Linked DNA regions of Gasterosteus aculeatus: region 2 is linked to region 1. Evidence: chromatin contacts called from public Hi-C data. All regions are on one chromosome and are shown on one strand. Each heading gives the region's core, a stretch centred on a gene start, on an enhancer-like site or on the middle of the called end of the contact. The rest is flanking DNA. Distances are from core to core; before and after follow the strand shown. Region 1 has its middle 4.7 kb from the start of nkx6.2. Region 2 overlaps inpp5a (inositol polyphosphate-5-phosphatase A).

Region 1 (4,486 bases), core at 1,683-4,182:
ACCGAGGCGTTCAGCTGCTTCACCGCCACTCACTGCCTCTCTGAGCAGTGCGCGCACACACACACACACGCGCACACGCACACACAAAAGTCCAATCGTAATGATGCAAAATGCAACAATAACAATAGACAAAAAAAAAACAGTTTAAAATATTACAATTTTCTAAAGCTATCATAGAATTTGTTGAGATTTATCAGCTATCATGTAAAACATTTTCTCTTCTGTATTTTCTGTTGTAAGTACAACGACAGTCTTTCAATTCAAACCCCCGTCGGGAAGTGAAATTGTAGATAAAGGACTGCGGCTCATGTGATTACATGTGATTTATTCAGGACATCTAAATGTGACCCCGCTTAATTTGGCCAGGAGCGCCCTCTGGCGGCACAGATTGAAACCACCGTGAGGATTTGAGATGTGTGGAACAACCTGCTCTGCTGGGAGAAAAAACGCTCACCAAACATGCTGAAACTAGAGTTAAGACTCTGCCTTGATTCGATTTTGAAGCTCCCAAAAAATAAAGCAAATACCTATGAAAAGTCCTCCTAAAAATAATCATTTAATTCTTCTCATTTACCGGTAAAATCATAATAATTACTTTGATTCATTCGATCAGGTTTAACATCTTAATTATCCTTACACTTCCTCACTACACTCCAGATATGAGCCAAAGAGCCAGTTTCTCAGACAATTGGTTGTTCAGTTGTATCTAATTGCATGGCGTCATTAATGAATTAATATGAGTTGGTCTTTTTAACACAAAGTGGATTGTGTTTCATCGCATCAAAGTGTTTTAAATGTTGCACTTCATCTTTTCCGCAAACGTATGTCGTATCAAAAAAACATTCAACGCAGCTTTTCATCACTTCATGACACGGGCCTGTCGTGAGTTTAAGCCTCGGCCGCCTGCTTCTAGACACTCAAAGAGGAACTCAGGGCATTGAGTAAATATATTCTTATACATTTATTCAAATGTCCAATTAAATGGAATAATCTACCGATCTTCCAATCGGTACAATTTGAAAACCGATGCAGTAAACGACTGGCAGCCAGTGAAAGTGTTCGTATCTCTTGATGCTTTACGTTCTGGCTTCAGGATTCTGCCCCCGTTGGAGTCTGTGTAGCAGCAGTTATCAATCAATGGGATGGCGTGAACTCTGTCAACTTACCATCATCTATTACCTTGAGAAAAAGAAACTTCCTCCTAGAAAATTGTCTGAATTATCAGTGAGTCATCTGAGACACACACGTATAAAAACACACATTAGAAACCTTCTGTTGAGAACCAGACTAATATTCGTCACTTTGTGCTGATTAAAAAGATGATGTTTTATATTGTGAACGATGTTCACGTTGACATTTTTACTTTAAATCCTCATTTATATTTCTTCACACTGACGCCAAATGCTAACTCTGTAAAATATATGACCTGGTTGTCTAGAGTTTTAAAAGTACTTTTAGCTTTCCTAGTTCAAACAAAAAAAAAGCTACAGGGGAAACCGCGAAACAAATACTAAAAAGGAAAAAAGTGTCTGAAGGGAAAATTGGGTGAAAAATCCCACAATTGATGCTATTTGTTGTGGACTCAAATAAACTGATCCGATTCTAATAGAAATCAATGGACTTTATCTTTGAGAAGAGCATGAGTTGGTGGTAAAGTGTGTTGATTGTTATTATTTAAAAATAAAAAGCTTGAATCCAGCAGCCCGGTAGACTCTTATTACACTTATTATCTGTTTGTTCTCTAAAAGATTCTATTCACCAGACTGACTCAGTCGATAAACTGAAACCTCTGAAAAATTAGAGAATTTGTACGTTGATTTAGTAAACTGTGGATGTTTCTGCAAAAGGTTAGTGAATATCTTCAGGTAGAGGTGGATGTGCAGGTTCTTGATAGGTGGAGGCGCAGACAGTGCCTGAGAGCAAGTATTTGAAGGTGCAGGCAGAGGCTGCAGGAGGTTGGAGATCTACTTGTAGTGCTGCAAGAAACACAGCGGAGACATCTGTTGGCAAAAACCCATCCGTGAATAAAAGGTGGATGAAGTTACAACACTGCCATCCTGTGGAGGCTTTCCAGATAATACTCATGCATCATCATGTCACTGGTTTCTGTAAATAGTGAAAAGCACCACATAGTGATTGCCTCGCTACGAGCATTAATGGGTCAAAAAGCATTTTGCAGCGTTGACGTCTTGACGCCTAAATGCCCCGTTCTTTGTTGAACCTTGTATCATCACATCACAGATTTAACACCCATCACACACACCCATCACACCCACACACACACACACACACACACACACACACACGTCCAAGCATTGTATATGCACACAATTGACTATTTAAAATATGATTTACTAACGATGCAAAGTGCTCGCATCATTAGTAAATCATACATTTACTATGAAGTAAATTACTGTATAATAAGTTTTCTATACTGATTATATACCAGTACAAGCAAATTACGTTATCTGAATCCAGGTCCTAATATGATAGTTATAGTGTAACAATGTGCACACTGCCCTTTTTCTTAATACGTTTCAACCATTGCTACAGTCTCACATGGAAGTAGCATTTTCACAATTTGCTGCTTCAACAGTCCCTCATTGCAGTTTCAGAATGGTACAAACCGTCATTTAACAAATATACCACCATGACTTGCAAAGTAAAACCTGTAACATGATAATTATATGGAGGGCAGATATGGAGTTGACTGGCCGCTGACTGGCCTCCTGTGTCCAGTCAAGATATACAAACATTCGCCCTGCTATAATGTTTCAAATAACAGTAACACAACTGCACAAGATTGGATATTACTTGAGGTGCTGGCAGTGGCTTTGTGTTGTGAGAATTACTTTTTTTTTTTCAAGGTCTCTACGCCGCTCTGCCCTCTATACTTTCTGCCCCTGCCTGCCCTCAGGCTTACCCCCATATTCCTCCTCATGCTGAACCTCCTGCTGATGCAATGCTATTGTGTAAACCACAAGGATACATTATATATTGTACAAACAATTCAGTGGCTACAAATCGATTAAAAAATGATTTGCCAGGAAAAAAATGCAACAAAACAAATGTAACAAAGTGTAAAACACATTTTCCTTGAGACAGTTTGAAAAACATTCAGAATGTTCTGAGATGCAGCTTTCACTGAATTATTTTTCTGAACGGTATAAATTGATTATTTGGCATCAGGAGTCCTGTTAATTGAAGCAACACACGGTGAAACCCTTTGGACAGTAACACAAGGAACACAAACATTCAACTTTAACATAATGCGGCTTCTTTTTAAGCACTGCCATATATATTTCCTGTGCAATTTTTTTTTCTTGAAAAAGATTATTTTTTACAATATAAAAATCATTCAGGATTTTGCTTAACATAAATAATTGGGAAACTGCAATAAAAAGATTGATAAAAGACTTTCACAGGCACAAAAGAGACTCTTTGGTCCTCTCAAAGTAAAGGATAAAACTGACACCAAAGTAAATACTCATCTCACCGATGGCTGCTCCAGGATGGATGCTGTTCACTGCTGGAGGCTGGAGGTGGAGGTTCTACATGCAGAATGTGGGTGTAGAGGACTACAAGTTTGTGATTAGCGTCACGTGAGAGGATTTACTGTGTAACTGGAAACCGTTTCCTGAACAAAATATTATACTTTTACTTTATACTTTTAATGATAACATACATTTGTATGGCATGTTCCAGCATACTATGACTATTTAGTCAGGGTTTGGGTAGGAAGGCAGGACTCAAACGCAGACTTTAACGAAAAACAGACTAACAGTGAAAAACTCCACAAAGTAAAAGGCCTACGGGCAAAAACACACGCAAGAACCGGGGACAAAAAGGCAGACAGGAACGAGGCACATCCAGACGGTAGACAGGGACATCCGTGACAAAGGACACACACAGCTTAAATACACATGGGAGGTGCAGGTGATTGGACACAGGTGGAAACAATCCGACAATCACAGGGGATGACAGGACCAGGCAGGAAGTGAAGTTACCCGGGGACACGAGTGGCAGAAAACTACAAAATAAGACAGGAAGTGCACCACACCGTGACATATTTAAAGACTTTTTCTACTTATTGGAATAATAACTTTTTTAGATAAACTATGACTATAAGATTTCTTTGACATACCACACCAGGTATTTTAAATTACTTTATTTTACTAAATATTTAATGGCTTTCTTTCAATATGCTACACAGCATTTTCCATTACTATTTATTAAATAGCTCTTTTAGAAGTTTAGATATTTCCTCAACTATGCTACACCTTTTTCTCGACATACTAATCCATCTTTTTATGACCTTTTCTCTTCGAGAAAATACTATACTATGAATTTTTCTATAATTTCTCTTTACATGCATCATTTTTCAATTACTATTGTCAACATTCTCTGCTAGTCCCTGTTGTGAAAACACAGCGGAGGAAGAGTGCGGCCCGGTGAAACCAGCAGATCTGCACAAAGAAGCAGGACC
Region 2 (4,882 bases), core at 81-2,580, 63 kb before region 1:
AGCATTTTTTGAGGGGGGATTCGGCCTGAGAGGGGCTGTTAAAGTAGAGGGTTTCATCATTTATTTCTAGTTCTCAGTTGTTGTTTTTACTGCAGATGACAGTTGTTGATGCGATCATTAATCAGTGTTGAGGACAGATTTTTGCTTAACTGATGATTCATTCCACAATTAAATGTTTTTTTTCCCCAATCAATTGATGAAAGCCTAATTTACCAGAGCTCAAAGGGAAAGCTAATGCAAAATGTTTTAAATATGCCGATTAATCAAATGATTTCTGTCCAGCTACAATTCATCCGTTGATGGTTTCCGCTGCCGGGCTTTAGTCCCCAGAGGATTCCTGCTATTTATTTACAGATAGACCGATGAAACATATACTTTTTATACATCTCATGTGTCATATTTCAAAATAGGCATTTTCATTTGACTGCCCTCTAAAATATTTACACAACCAGCAGCAGCTTTAGCAAAGGTGGCACCGCTGTGACAGATAGCACTGCCCCCCCCATCCTGCCCTCTCTCCGATCCATCTCTGTCTCTGGGTCTGTTGTCGGCACTTTAAGGTGAAAGAGAACATAAAGACCAACGTGTGTGTGTGTGTGTGTGTGGGGGGGGGGGGGGGGGGGCCTTCCTGGAAGCCGTCCTCTCGCGATGGGAAGCTCGTGACCTTGAGTCCGTGCCTTTCGCCCGTCGACGTTCCCGCCGCCTCCGTCTGTCCTCCACCAGAGCAGGAGGGGGGGGTTTGGTGGGGTTTGGTGAGGAGAGGGGGGGGGGTCTTGGGTCACCAGCCGCTGTTCTCATCAATTAAATGTGCGACAGTGTTTTTTCCTCCACGTCGGCTGGACCTGTGTGTCAAGGAGATGGGCAGGACCTCATGTTTGTGCTTTTGACAAATCAGCAAATGTTTAATCTCAAAATGTGCCAGAGCTCATAAATAATGCAGAGGCCGTGAGGAGGAGGAGGAGGAGGGGGGGGCGACGAAGAGAGGCGTCTGGCCTCAATAGGGGAAAACGCAGGAAAAACCCCTCAGACTAAATCCTCCTCGGTGCCCAGAAGCTTTTCTTCTACGGGTGTCTCCTCCTCCTTGATCACACCCCTCTAAGCTCCGTCACTCCTCCTTCCTGTTACTGTACCTGAGTCTGGCCATCCGACTTCAGCGTGCCCCCCCCACACCCCCCCTTCTCTCCCTCCTGCCCTTTCGTTTTTTTCACCCTCTTTTTCTAAACATTGGGTCTTTATAGTAAAGCTTGCTCAGCGCCCTCTTCGAGGGCAGGAAGGAGACCGATGCAGAGCCAGAGGTCCTCTATCTCAAAGACACAGGGGATTGAGCCCCCCCCCTCTTACCCGAGTGCAAAGACGGCGACAGAAAGCAGTGTAGCGGTCTGTGAACCGCATCAAATCCCCTCCTTCCCACAAACTTTGATTGGTTTGTCCGCCGATATGGGAAAGTTCTCCTATTGTCCGCGGCGGGGAAATTAAGATTTTAAGCCTATTGAAGTCGATAAAAAAAAAGAAATCCATCTGAAAGTGTTTCACCCTTTGAGAGCCGGAATTGTTGACGGGCCACATGAGAGGAGAATAGGGTGGAGGTGGAGGAGGAGGGGGGTGGAGTACTGTACCAGGAGCACCTGTTGTTGTGTAGTCCAAGGTGTGCAGCTCCTCCAGGAGGTCAATCCTTTGCACACTCAACATGGTGAGTGGTTCATCTTGGGAAAACGGGGAAAACAATGGGATCATTTGTGGCTCTTGGGCAAGTGGGGAATTTGTTTCTTGTGGGGGTTTTGGAAGTTCATTTCATCCGTAACGTGGAGACGCTGGATGGGATCAGGGTCTGGTAATAAAGATCTATTTGTATCAATCTGACTTCCCCCCCCCCCCCCCCCCCTCTCTCTCTCTCTCTCTCTCTCTCTCTCAGGCCCTCGGAAGTTTCTACTTTATCCACGAGTCCTTGAAAAACATCCACCAGTTTGATTTCAAAGGTGAGTACCCTAAACCCCCCCCCCCCGCCCCCCACCCCCACACACACATAAATCACCACATAAATCCATCCCTCCACCCCCTGCACATGACACACAACCATTCACGGGCCATTCCGGCTTCCATCAAAAACCAGTGGAGCTAAGATTGGCTTGATAATGTAACGGGGGGGATGGTAATGCTTATTAATATTGGGATTTAATTCATAAGATTTCGGGCCTGGCGGTAATGGTGTGCGGCGGGTTATTGGACAGTTACGGCGCTCTCATCAGGCTGCGGTGTCAGAGGGCCCGGGGTCCGCCGGCCACGCTAATTAAAGGAGGGGATATAGATGTGGAGGCGTCCCCGCTTCCTATTAGACCCAAGTCAGCATTAGAGTCAGTTGCCCTGTAGTGAAGGACAGGGCGAAGACGGGGGCGGGGTTGAGAGGGAACCGGAGAAATATATATATAAGGGCTGTCGACGCATGTCAAAGTTAACACGTTCCATGCGATTCCATGCGATTCCATGCGATTATTATAGCCGAGATTTATGCGATAAAATGTTTTAATCCAGTTAACGCAACTTTGTTTACTTCCTGTGTGTTGAGCCCTGAAACCGCCGCGTGCTGCAAGTCCGTTAGATCAGAGAGACCGAGGCGGAAGAAAGACGGACAGAGCTTTTTGCATCGGAAAACAAACAGAAGAACTGTGCAGAGGAATTCCTCCACGTGTCAAACCGAAGGGGATGATGGCAAACGGAACACTTTAGGGCGGACAGTGACGGAACATGTTGGTAGCTGCCAGGCTACACTGTGTCCCTGAAAGACAGTGGTGTGGAAAACGTCCTGGCTAAATGTGGGGAGATTGTGGGCTTCAAACACGTGATGGAGAGTTGAGGACAGCGGGAAGCAAGCAGCAAGAGTCCAAACTACCGTCATATTTGTTCATTCCTCATTCTGACCAGCAGGTGGTGCAGTTGTCGGACTATCTGGCTTTCACTGAGCTTTTAATTGCAACAAGAGATTCTGACGCCACACACACACACACACACACACACACACACACACACACACACACACACACACGTGGGCCTTCCAAAAATCAACCAACTATGTTTTGTGACAATAAACTGTCCCCCCTCCTCTGCCTCCGTCTCACCTCATCTCTCTCCTCCGTCTCCACTTGAAGCCAAGAAATTCAAGAAGGTGGTGGGGAAGGAGACCTACTCTGAGACACTAGAGAGCACGCCGTCGCTGGAGAAGGAGAAGTTTCCCCAGGACTACTTTCCAGAGGTGGGTGACGTGACAGGCGACACTTGGCTGACTGATGGCGGGGCTGTCGTCTCGTGGCAGCTCTGTGCCGGGACGGGGGCTGACGGATGGAATGAACACAGAGCTCTTTTACATCGCATGCAGGTTTAATAAAGCTGCTGAATTGAAAAAGTCATCAATCAGGGACACAAACCAATGACTTTTGATTTATTTCCCCCCCCTAAACAAGATTGCAAAAGAAATCGTATGAAACACCTGAAGCTCCAGACTTGTTCTGTTAAACCATGCCAGACTTCAGTTAATAATTCAAACATTTTCTTTCCCCTACTTTTTACATAATTTTACAGAAAAGCCATTTTGTTTCCAATGTACCTCTTTTCTGTTTTTAGAGTCCAATTTTACTTTTTTCTGCTCCGAGGAAACCTGGCTGACACGCAGCTGATTTGAAGACAAATCAGTCACAAAAATCCGAATGCCGAACCCGGGGGGGGGGGGGGTCCTCGTCCTGTCCCTCGGAGCAATTCCCCCGCTCGCTCCGCCGTGTTCGGGCATTTCTGGTGTGTGTGTGTGTGTGTGTGCGTGTGTGTGAGCATAGCTGTGCTGATATAGTAATAAAGAGCAGCGCCGCCCGCGTGTCATCCCCGCACTCCCCACTCATCTGTCAGCCATGCTCCGCCGGCCGCCTCCGCAAATATATGCAAAACAGATGGATACGGCCCCTTCACACACTTCCCCCCCCATTTTTCGTCTCTTTCACCCACTTGCCAGGAGACCCCATCCGGATCGGCCTCCCCCCCTCCTCCCCCAACGCGCGCACACGCACACCCAAACATCCTCAGGTTTCCCCCACGTTCCGCCGATGATCTAAAACCAATCACGCTGATTGCGGCGGACGCTTTGTTCTTGTTCTTGTTCCCTGTTCGGGCAAAGGAAGCGCGGCAAACAAACGCGGCGTGGCGGGGAGTGATGCAGGGGGAAAGGAGGTGTAGGTAAGGGTGGGAAAAAAGTTTTGCCCCGGTGATTTATGCCTGGATGGCGGCCGGGGTATGAATCTGGGATGATGTGCCGGAGAGCAGCACTCCAGATAATGTTAGCCCATTTTAAAAGAGCAGATTTGTGTAGTCTATCAGGGTCGGGCGAGTATTTTATTTTTTTCTCCTCCTTCCCCGCCCTCTCCGGCTCCTCCGCCGCCCCTCCGTAGTGAGAAATTGGTTGTTATCATAGATCACAGATACTGCTCAAACCTCTTATGAAAGATGAATTAATTTCACTAATGCTTTAATGCAAAGCTCTCATGAGGGAGGCAGACTGGTGATAACCCCTGCCTCGTCCCCGCTTCCTCCGCCCGTGATTTATGCCCTCTTTTAGTAGATGAAACCGCCTAGATTTGCCATCCATCTGCAGCTTTGAGGAATCCTATTACACCGGGGTGTGTATGTGGTGTGGGAGGCGGGGGATCTTGGGCCGGTCGGAACGCCACACACACACACACACACACACACACACACACACACAGGAGACCTGAAACCAGTTGCTGGAGTTGCGGCTCTCAGATTCAGACTGAATTCAGATTCAGACAAACGTTGAAAGCCGACCCGGGACGGATTACATGTTTACCTGCTCGTAAAGAGGAAGCAAAGTGTTGTATCCTCCCAG

The links. Hi-C and Micro-C count contacts between places; a contact is called where the count stands out from the background.
Region 2: a contact with region 1 is called in a Hi-C map of skeletal muscle, with 3 times the contacts expected there. The contact joins two enhancer-like sites. A contact is called at or near these places in 3 of 6 Hi-C or Micro-C datasets (skeletal muscle and whole body).

The regions. Positions count from the first base shown.
Region 1 is chr6:5,829,982-5,834,467 of fGasAcu3.hap1.1, reverse strand. No RefSeq gene overlaps it. Among protein-coding and RNA genes, the nearest start is that of nkx6.2, 4.7 kb to the left of the region's middle. Within about 2 kb of position 2,932, at least 1 of the 9 cell types and tissues checked has open chromatin away from gene starts, as enhancers often do.
Region 2 is chr6:5,891,004-5,895,885 of fGasAcu3.hap1.1, reverse strand. inpp5a (inositol polyphosphate-5-phosphatase A) reads left to right here. Exons shown (of 16, transcript XM_040178060.2): 5 at 1,913-1,976; 6 at 3,144-3,247. Among protein-coding and RNA genes, the nearest start is that of nkx6.2, 57 kb to the right of the region's middle. Within about 2 kb of position 1,330, at least 1 of the 9 cell types and tissues checked has open chromatin away from gene starts, as enhancers often do.